Linked DNA regions of Mus musculus: regions 1 and 3 are each linked to region 2. A link is a contact called in public promoter capture Hi-C data. All regions are on one chromosome and are shown on one strand. Each heading gives the region's core, a stretch centred on a gene start, on an enhancer-like site or on the middle of the called end of the contact. The rest is flanking DNA. Distances are from core to core; before and after follow the strand shown.

Region 1 (3,542 bases), core at 85-2,584, 1.5 Mb before region 2:
CACTGGCTGTTCAAGAGCCAGGGCTGATTCTCAGCACCAGCATGGTGGCTCACAGCCATTTATAACTCCAGTTCCAAGGAATTCCACACCCTCCTCTGGACTCCACGGACTGTCGTACCTGGTGCATGGGCATGCAAGCAAAACACTCATATATTTAAAGGAATAAAATAAAAAATACCAGTGACGAAGTGCTTATTTGAGCTTGGCACAGCACTTTGCTCAAAGAATCCGGACAAACCTTTACTTTTGAATTCTAGATACCTCGTTTCTTCTTACTGAAAATCACCAAGGAAACTGAATCTAAACATGATCGTCACTAGCTGACAAACTTCCACAGTAGGCGTTCCGGTTTCTTACAGAAGTATAATGAAAATAAACATGGAAGCAGTTTTATGACTATTCAAATTTGTAAAAGAAACCATAAAACATCACTGCAAATGACCTCACTCTTTGCATGCACCAAGCACTGGTTTATTAAAAGTGTCAATCACCGGAGTTTTCATTTTTAACATCCTGAAATTCTATTCTACAACTCTGACTCTAAGAGCAAGAAGTGAACTGCTACTGAGCCTATATGACACGAAGTGCGAATATACACAACTTAAAACTCTGAGGCTGTACACACACACACACACACACACACACACACTCGAGGGGTTCCATGCTGGCCAGGCAGGCCTGGAATCACTAGGTAACCGAGAACGACCCTGAATCTCTGATCCTTCTGCCTCCACCTGCCCCGTGCTAAGACCACGCATGCAACAACTCCTCTTGTTATCTGAGGAGATATTTCAATGGAATAAGTAGTCGTTACTGACAATAACCTGGTAACAATAATCGCCTGTGAGCTCTGTGTAAAACCAAGATGGCTAGTGGTCACGCCTATAATCCCATCACTAGGGAGGCTGAGGCAGGAGGATTACCACCAGCGGGAGCCCCCGCGTGGTCTCTGAAGTGAGTTCCAGACACGCAGTCTGTTGGGTTGCAGGGTGAGACGCTGGCCGAATAAAAACAATCATTCTAAAAACAAGATGTCTGGGCGGCTCCCAAAAGAGCAGGTGCTCAAGAATTCTGGTGAGCGGGCCACGGCTTCTCCGCAGCCGCCCCGTGACGGGCGTCATCAGCACCCAGGCAGCTGCTAAGGTCCCCGCCGCCCGCGCTGTCCCCGTCCCCGCTCACCGCCGTTCTCTCCGCTCTGCGGGCCCCGCGCTCCGAGCGGTGTGGTCCCCGGCCCGTCGCCCGCTCTGCCCCGCGCCCGCCAGCACCTGAGCCTCCTCGGTCTCCCAGCCGCAGCCCGCACCTAGCAGCCTCTGGCTGCGGGAGGCGGAGTTCTTCCGGGGTCACGACGCAAAGGTAAGGAAAGTGGAGGGGCCGCGGGCGGACTGCGTGAGGGGCTACGTGCGAGGCCGCTCCCGCCATGTTTGTTCAGGGCAGTGGGCTCTGGCTTAGCCTGCTGCTCAGTGGAGAATGGCAGCCCTTTATATAAATAAACCTTGTCAGAGGAGTTGGTAACTTCTTAGGACTATAGGACCGTTCAGAGAATCTGACTAAAACGATGGAGGTTTTTCCTATAAAAAATGGCCAGAGCTAAGGCGTGGTGGCACACGCCTTTAATCCCAGCACTCGGGAGGCAGAGGCAGGCGGATTTCTGAGTTCAAGGCCAGTCCGGTCTACAAAGTGAGTTCCAGGACAGCCAGGGCTACAGAGAAGCCCCGTCTCGAAAAACCAAAACAAACAAACAAACAAACAAACATTATTTATTAAAGTAAACATTACAAACACACACCGCACACAGGTGCACAGACGCACATGCACACCATTTTGAGGCCCAGAAACCCATCGTGGATCCCAAATTAAGAATTTCTGGGCTGGAAATGTAGGTCCTTGGTAGAGTTTATGCTGAGCATATGAGGCTGTTTAATTAATTCCTCCACCAAGCAACCAAGCAAGTTCTATCACAGCCCCTCAGCCCTCAAGTAAGTGAGGGTAACAGGCAGGATGAATGGACCATATATAAATGATGCATTATTATTATTTTAATTCTTTTATTTTTAATCTTCCACTAAATTTAGCAACCTAAGACTAGCAATGAAGTTAAGAATGAAGTATTCTAGATTGAGGGTTAAAAATCAACCATCAGAGCTGTGTGGTGGTGCATACCTTAAGCCCTCAGAAGGCAGAGATGGGCGGATCTCTGTGAGTCTGAGGCTAACTCTGATAGCCGAGGCTACACACAAAAATCCTATCTCCAAAAGCAAACAAAACAAAAAAAAAAAAAAAAGAAAAAATCAAACATTAAGGATCTGGCTCAGTTAAAAGCGCTCATCTCTCTTGTACAAGATTCCCACTATCCACAGCAGGCAGCTCACAACAGTCCAGAACTCTGGTTCCATGAGGATGGAATGTTCTCTGATGGCTTTGAAGGCTACCTGCACACTTACAAACATGTAAAATACATCGTCTCTCATCAAAGCAGCCATCACGCCTGTTTAAACACCTGCATCAGTTGCTGGCCCCAGCTGACAGTGTCCTGGAGTCGCCTCCCCAGCAAAGGCCAACCAAAGAGGACCTTGGTTCCTGAATGAGGTGGGGAGGTGACTTAGGACTCGGTGGGATATGCTTAGAGTTCTGACACAATCTCAAGAATTTCTGAAAAGGAGATTTTGCTCTGGTGTTGTGTGTATGTGTGTGTTTTGTTACTGTTTTCTAGAAATATATGTATATGTACATATATATATATGTATATATATATATTATATAAATACTTGTATGCATGCCTCTTATAAGCTTTACATATTTCTATATACTTATATATATTTCAAATATTTTCTTCTTCTTCTCCTTCTTCTTTTTTTTTTTTTTGAGACAGCATCTCTCTGCATAGCTCTGGCTGTTCTGGAACTCTCTTTGTAGATCAGGCTGGCCTTCAACTCACAGAGATCCACCTGCCTCTGCCTTCTGAGTTCGGGGTCTAAGAGCGTGTGCCACCACGCCGTGCTTTCACACATTCTCTCTTTGTGAGCGTGACTTCTGCTTATTCTGAGCCAAGGTCTTATGTATACCACACAGTTCTTGAACTCTCTACTTAGCCATGGGTGACTTTGAACTTCTGATCCTCCTGTCTCCAACTCTAGCGTGCTGGGATTACTGGGGGTTGATACCATGCCCTGTTGGGGTTTGGTCTTGTGCACTGTGCATTCAGATGCTGATTTCTGTGCCCAGAGATCTGGTTACAGTCCGGATGCTGGCATTATCATTACTCAACCACCTCCTGCATCGGTGCTGTGTAGAAAGATGCTCTCCAATTATCTCTGACCGGTTACTAAAGAGCTGGCCAGCATCTGGCTGGGCAGAGGAGATAGGAAGGGTGGACATTCAATCCCAGCCCAAGGGTCCCAGTGAGAGAGCAGCCGTGAGGACACATACGGAGCAGATAAGGGGGCGGGGACCTCAAACTGAAGGTCAAGGGCCTGTGGCTGGGAAGACGATCCCTTGGGCAGAATAGCTCAGAACCTCCCCTGCCTGGGCTTACAGCTTGCTAA
Region 2 (3,300 bases), core at 157-2,656:
ACACAGATACATAAGAAAATACATCCCTTTCAAAAAGGAAGTCATAACTGGCTGATCTGAAAGGGAGACTTAAATAATTGAATGTCCATCTTAAGTTTCTAGATAGAAACACTCAACATTTAAACATCTTTCAAAAGATATTAGTTCATACATCAAGTATGGTTATAGATGAATATGAAGATTCATCATGATATAAAAGTAATGATAAAAGGAGCCACATAATTGTGGCAGAACAAAACATTGGAAAACTTTGCAGAATTAAACCCAACTAAATATGTTCCAATTAATCCAACCCATCGATTTCCCTGTCTCTCAAAAGTCAATGATGCACTAAGACTTTTAAGTGGTAATTTCAATAACCTCATGGGTTGTGTTTTTAATGTTGATTTGCATCTTATTTTTGTATGTAAGCATGGTATCTCTGTACATGTGTGCATAAGTATGTATGTGTTTATGTGTGTGTGTATGTGTATCTGTGTGTGTGTAAATGTGTGTGTGTGTGTGTAAATGTGTGTGTATGTGTGTGTGTGTTTATATGCAGATCTCACTGTGTGCATGTGCTCAGAGGGTAACTTGCAGAAATCCATTTTTTCCTAACATCTGGGTTCTGGGATCCCACGCAGGTTTCTCGGCTTGACATCACACTTTTACTCACTAAGCTGTCTCACTGGCCCTGGGAGCTGTTATCTATTGTGTAATATGCTTCATCTAAGATATAGAAATGGGGTATGTCAGCAAAGTGACAGAATAGGAAGCCCCAGGTCTTCATCCTTACCAATGCCTGGACCAACTCTGTTCTCTGAAATACAGAAACCAGGGTTCTCCATTTAAACTATATGTCCAGCCTAGATTTGAAGTTTTAAAGGGCTAAAAAATTTAATCTATATCCTTATATTATGTAAGTAATTGCATTTCTAATGTACTTAATATCAAACCATGTGTTTATTTTTTAAATGATATTCCAATTATATACTTTCTGCCAGGCTTGCAGAAAAAACATTCCAAAACCACATTTCGAGATTTTATTTACGAGGGTGTCACGTGTGGGGATGGCAGACTCCCTCCTACACGGGAACGAACCAGTGAGGCCTAAGAGAAGGCAGCACTCACGCAGATCTCACGAGCTGTACCTGACTAGGGTCACATGACTAATCAATATTAATATGTAGTGTGATGTACACAGGGTGCTTCTCACACCTGAGAGACACACGGCATAGACAGAGTGGAATCTTTGTAAAGTTTCCTCTTAGCTCTCCTGCATGCCATTGCTATCCTTTAGGTTTTTCATATGTCACCAACTTCACAACCGCCTCAGGTTTCTGACCCGGGCTGATGACGGCTCTGCAGGTATTGTGATGTCACCCTGCTGCCTTCCCTCTGGCTGATGAGGGGCACGCCTGCGTCTGGAGTAGAGCCTCCCACATTATCAAGGCCTGTGACTGAGGAATGGCAGCATGACTGCCCACCGTGCTCTTCCTACCCTTAAGAAGCAATGAATAACTCTTCTAAATTATGCCGGAAGACGTCTTTTCCAAGAAGCAATATATTCTGTAACCTTGTTGACAAGATAGTTAAGCGGCCCTCTCTGCAGTTTCTGGGCCAATGGGGATACCACTGCTATGAACCCAGGATTTACAGAACCCTGGCAAAAATCCTGAGGTATGTTGACTTGGACGGCTTTGACATACTCCTCACGGACTATATTGCTTTTGTGGAAAAGTCAGGACACCGTTTTGAACTCAACTTTAACCTTGAGTTTACTGAAATATGCGTGAATACCATTCTGTACTGGGTTTTCGCCAGGAAAGGTAATCCTGACTTCGTGGAACTGCTTCTCAAGAAGACGAAGGACTATGTCCAAGACAGAAGCTGCAGCCTGGCGCTGATATGGAGGTAATCTCATGCTTTGTCCAGAGAGAGGTGTGTCTGGGAGAGGGCAGGGCTGTCTGCTTAGCTCAGCTTGTGAGGTGGGAATGTGTCATTGGGTTTTACCTGTAGTGCGCACTATCAAGTCATGCTGGATCTGCTCAAGGAAAGCAATGTTAGCAAACGCATGGAAAATTCCTTAAAAAGCAACAGACCTTGCCTTACGCCATACTGCGGCCACTTCTTTTGGTCTCCTGAGAGTGTACACTTGCAGTGTGCGTACGGTTCACTCAGAACATTCCTATCACGAGTGGTGCTCAGTCAACACAGCTACGTTGTGTCAGGTCTTAATAAATTTTATTTCAATTCTTCCACAACTGAGTTCAGTGAAAACCATGGTCCTTACAGGCCAACTTTTTACAGCCCGAACTTGTCAATCTGTCTGACAATGTCACGAAACTAAAAGCTCCAGGTGACTGTCTTATAGCTCAAGAGTTTGATCCAATGCTAATCAGTTCTCGGCCCGATCAGAACAGATGTGCATTGGCTCCTTCATTCAGGAAAATGTTTATGCATCACAATCTCTGCAGTGGCAGGAGCAGGTGTCAGCGACACACAAGGCCCAGGTCAGAGACCAGGCAGGGTGGGTTCTGCTGGGAGCAGCCCTGCATCCTGGCTGCATCACTCTGCCGCTCAGAGCATGCAGGACTGTGTTCCTGAATGATCATCCCAGCACATGAATGGGTAGCTGGGGTCTAGAAATAGTAAATAACTCCCTCCCCCCATAGGACTTGTGGTGGATTGAATATCCTTGGCCCATGGTAAGTGGCACTATTAGGAGATGTGGCCTTATTGGAGGAAGTGTGTCACTGTGTAGGCAGGCTTTGAGGACTCTTAGTGCTCAAGTTCCACCCAGTGTGGAAGAGAGCCTCCTCCTAACTGCCTACACAAGGCAGTTCCCCTTCTGTTGCCTTCGGATCAAGATGTAGAATCTCTCAGCTCTTTCTACAGCACCATATCTGCTTGGATGCTACAGTGCTTCCTGCCATGATGATAATGGACTGAACGTATGAACCTGTAAGCCAGCCCCAACTAAATGTTGTCCTTTGTAAGAGTTGCCTTAGTCATGGTGTCTTTTTACAGAAATGAAACCCTAATTGAGACAGGACTTTTTGTCATTTTAAACATTGTTTTATGTACTTACAGCTTTGAGTAACTAGCTTAAAGCCCAGTGTCTTTGGTCAGGCAAGTGGACAAGAAAAGTGTAATAAGATAGAGGAAATGAAGAATTAAACTTGGACAAAGGAAAGGAAACATTTTAATGGAAAATGAGAGTGGAAGTGAATCTTGACTGACACATTCCTAAGTGTGTGGTGGTGGGATGAACTCAAGGCTTGTCGTGCCCATTCCTACTCCCATGCCCACAGTTTCACT
Region 3 (3,335 bases), core at 124-2,623, 1.2 Mb before region 2:
AAGTTTTCCAACTGGGAGACAGACATTTCAAGTTTTCCTAAACAAAACTAGCTCCCCAAAGGGCACTGATTCTTAAATCGGTAACAGTGAGCTTCAGTCTTTCACTGGTAACTTAAGTCCTTTTTCCTAAGTGCCAGCAGCAGCCCAGGACTGAATATAGGTAGTCTACTGGTGCTATTGCTTAGTCTCTGAGTTAACCCTCTGAATATGTAAATAATCTAGTTAGACTTTTGATAGCATTCAACTAATTGCCAACCTCTGATCTAAGGTCAGAGACCAATAGTTATATTACAAAGGCGAATTAGGAACACAGCAGAACCAGCTGCAAACGTTCTGTTGTGTTTTGTTTTTAATTTATTTTTAAAGCGGGAGTACTTTTCAACCACAAACCTAGCAGATACTCTGTACCACCCAAAGAGATCTGAAAAGTTCCATTATATTCTAGGCTTTGGTGGTGATACATTGCATCAGCCACCTGTTACTGTGATCTGTAATGGCATGTACTATCTATCTGCAACCATCTGGGGTTTTGGAAGGCACCTGGTTAAACTTAGAACAGTGTGGATTCTGGCACAGAAAATCCATTTTAGAAATCTGAGGTGTTGGATTTTTGTGGTCTGTACTCGTCACATGGACAATCAGGTCCTGCTTCCCTCTAAGCTGTGCAGTGAATCGGTCTCACTGTTCAAATGGAACCTAGAAGTCTCTATAGTCTTCTCCAGCTCTTTGCTGTCCTGAACTGAGTCTCAGTATACAGCGTTTAGTGCCTCTCAGGTAAGCAAGCTGACGTCCTTTTGAGTGTGTGCAGTATTTGGGGACATTCCATTCATATGCAGAAAAGCCAACGGGAAGCTTGAAGCCTAAGCAGCTACCTACCAGGGCTCATTAGCACACTCCATACAGAGTTCTGTGAGCAGACCACCCTGGCTCCCTGTACATTACCTGGCACCACGGAAGAGAAATGTCAGGAGACTCCGCCAGGCGTGTATCTATCATTCTTTTAGAAGCATAGAAATAAAATCGGTTTTGGTCTTAACATTTATAATTTAAAAAAATATTTCAGCTCTTCATTTCCACATTTACAAAAACAGCAAAAAAAGCTGTCCAAGCACTGTAATTATGGTATCCTGGGTTAAATAAACATAGTTTGGGGGTATTGCAAAAATTATTGTCTTAAGCACTGCACTTTCCTTCTAACAGAAAAAAATCCCCTAAACAGGAAAAAGAACAATGTGTGGCCTTTGGTTTATAATATTACTCTTCCATTTCCTTCAGAATTGGAGGCCAAAATTTTTAAGGCTCATCCTATGAGGCTTGGATTGGTGCCGTCCTTTTTTTTTTTTTTAATTTTTATTTTGTTTTATAACCTAAGCAAAAGCGCTTCGGATTTAGGGTGTTTTAAGACGGAATGTGGAGAGAATAATAGGAAGCAGGACTTCTCTCTGGGAAGCAGGTACCTTTAGCTCATTCCTCAAGCCTCCTTCCTCACATTCCTATCCCCTGTCCCTGGTGCGGATGCTGGATGCTGCTGCTAAGCCCAGCAGAGGCCAGCAACAGGAGTCACGCCTGTCTGGCCGCTCCCAGTCGAACCCAGTCTGTGTAGGTGGGCGCGAGGGCTGGCGCTGGAGGCTGGGAGGACCTTTCAAGCAACCAGCAAACGCGCTCGGGAGTTCATTGACTGGCCGCTTAGAGCTTCAGGGACCCAGGAGATAGCGCTGCACTGGATCGGCTGGGCTGTGTGTATATATGCGTGTGTGGGTTTTTTTTCTCCCTCTCCATCTTCATCCTTCTCCTCAAGCCGTCCCCCCCGGGAGAGTCGCTTCGTCCACGCTTTCCCTCCCCTGCAAGGGGTCCCAACGCTTGGCGCCTGGAATGTTTAGGACTCTGGAACCTTCAGTTTCCTGTCCTGCCTCCGTGTGGGCGACACTGGTCTCACCTGGCTTGACCCTCAGTCCCAGAGAGTGCTGCCAGGCCACGATCTGCTGTCCATTCTGGGTGCCCATCTCGGAGGGATACTCTGGGGACAGCCTGCATCCAGTACCCAGCTTGAAGAGGGAAACTTGATCCCAAGATACGGGTTTCGAAGCCTGCATTTGAAAAGGACCCGAGCGACCCGAGCGCACAAGGCGACTTGTCTGGGGCGAAGGGAACGGCGAGCCTCTGTGAGCGCCTTCATTAGGGACCCTACACCGGAAGGTGCAGCCGGGCACTGGCCCTCGGGACATTCGCTGGGGATCCTTTGGCCACCCCAGCCTCTTACCTCGAAAAGCTGAGGAATGTCCCTCCGGGCCAGGTACTCCTTGGCGTCGTTGGTGTTCATGGCTGTACGGCGCGCGTGCAGTGGGGAGCAGGAGGGGAAGCTCCCGAGGTTGGGGCTGGCGGGGCGCAGCCCTCACTTGGATGCGCTCAGGCCGGGGTCCCCTCAGCGACTCCCGGGCAGCTGTGCAGTCCGCGCTCCCGTCGCCCCCGCGTCCGCGCCGGTCCCCGCGCCAGCCAGCAGCGAGCAGCAGCGGCTTCCCGGGCGCAGGCAGCGCGAGCGCCAGGGGAGGGGCGCGGAGGAGGACCACGCGGCCGACGCCACCAGCCGCCGCCTCCCGGCTCTGCGCGCTCGGCCCGCGCCTCCGGAGCTCGCTGCGGCGGCCGCCAGTCACGCTGCGCGGGCGGGCGCGGGGCGCGGGGGTGGGGACGCGCGGGCTGCAGTCACTCCCCAGCCCGCAACGCAGCCAGGGCAGCCAGGGCACCAAGGAGCCAAGAACCGGGCGATTGGAGCTGGATACAGTTTTGCTTCTACACACACACACACACACACAAACACACACACACACACACACACACACACACACACACCAGACACACACACCAGACACACACACCAGACACCCCCCCACACACACACTATACAGACACACCATACACACTATAGACAGACACTCCCCCCCCCACAAACTTACCACAGACAGACACTCCCACACACACCACAGACGATAGACAGACAGACAGACACCACTTATCATGAGCTCCTCCAGGAGCTCTTCCAGGGGGGAAAAACCCAAGTCAGAGAATTCATATATTCTTAAGTTAATGGCCTTTCAGTGATAGGGAGTTGGAAGTAGGGAAAGAGGAAGGATTCTGTTGGGTCTTTTAACACTGGAGTACCCAGCCCTTAAGAAAAGTTGGAGCAACTTAAACATTTGAGTAGAAGGCCTGAAATCCTTAGCGTAAGATTTAGTGAGCAGTCAAAGAATCTTTTCTGCTGGGAGGAGCTGAAGGAGGAAGAGAGGACTGAGTGGTGGAGAGCTGGGGTCTGCTTTAAACTGCAAAGTGGTCACTGGCCC

What was found. Promoter capture Hi-C pulls out the DNA fragments that hold promoters and counts their contacts.
Region 1: a promoter capture Hi-C map of hippocampal neurons shows a contact between it and region 2, with 2.6 times the contacts expected there. The contact joins the promoter of Miga1 here to the promoter of Asb17 in region 2. A contact is called at or near these places in 2 of 39 promoter capture datasets (the C10 cell line and hippocampal neurons) and 1 of 115 datasets of contacts at active chromatin or transcription factors (embryonic forebrain).
Region 3: a promoter capture Hi-C map of hippocampal neurons shows a contact between it and region 2, with 5 times the contacts expected there. The contact joins the promoter of AI115009 here to the promoter of Asb17 in region 2. A contact is called at or near these places in 4 of 39 promoter capture datasets (embryonic stem cells, hippocampal neurons, pre-B cells and 1 more), 1 of 115 datasets of contacts at active chromatin or transcription factors (embryonic forebrain) and 1 of 9 other capture datasets (liver).

The regions. Positions count from the first base shown.
Region 1 is chr3:152,339,073-152,342,614 of GRCm38.p6, forward strand. Miga1 (mitoguardin 1) reads right to left here and starts at 1,335. Exons shown (of 16, transcript NM_174868.4): 1 at 1,180-1,335.
Region 2 is chr3:153,842,841-153,846,140 of GRCm38.p6, forward strand. It overlaps Asb17 (ankyrin repeat and SOCS box-containing 17), which reads left to right and starts at 1,407. Exons shown (of 3, transcript NM_025758.4): 1 at 1,407-1,893. The coding sequence starts at 1,493.
Region 3 is chr3:152,665,540-152,668,874 of GRCm38.p6, forward strand. It overlaps AI115009 (expressed sequence AI115009), which reads left to right and starts at 1,374. Exons shown (of 4, transcript NR_040386.1): 1 at 1,374-2,293. Ak5 (adenylate kinase 5) reads right to left here and starts at 2,821. Exons shown (of 14, transcript NM_001081277.2): 1 at 2,261-2,821. The coding sequence starts at 2,320.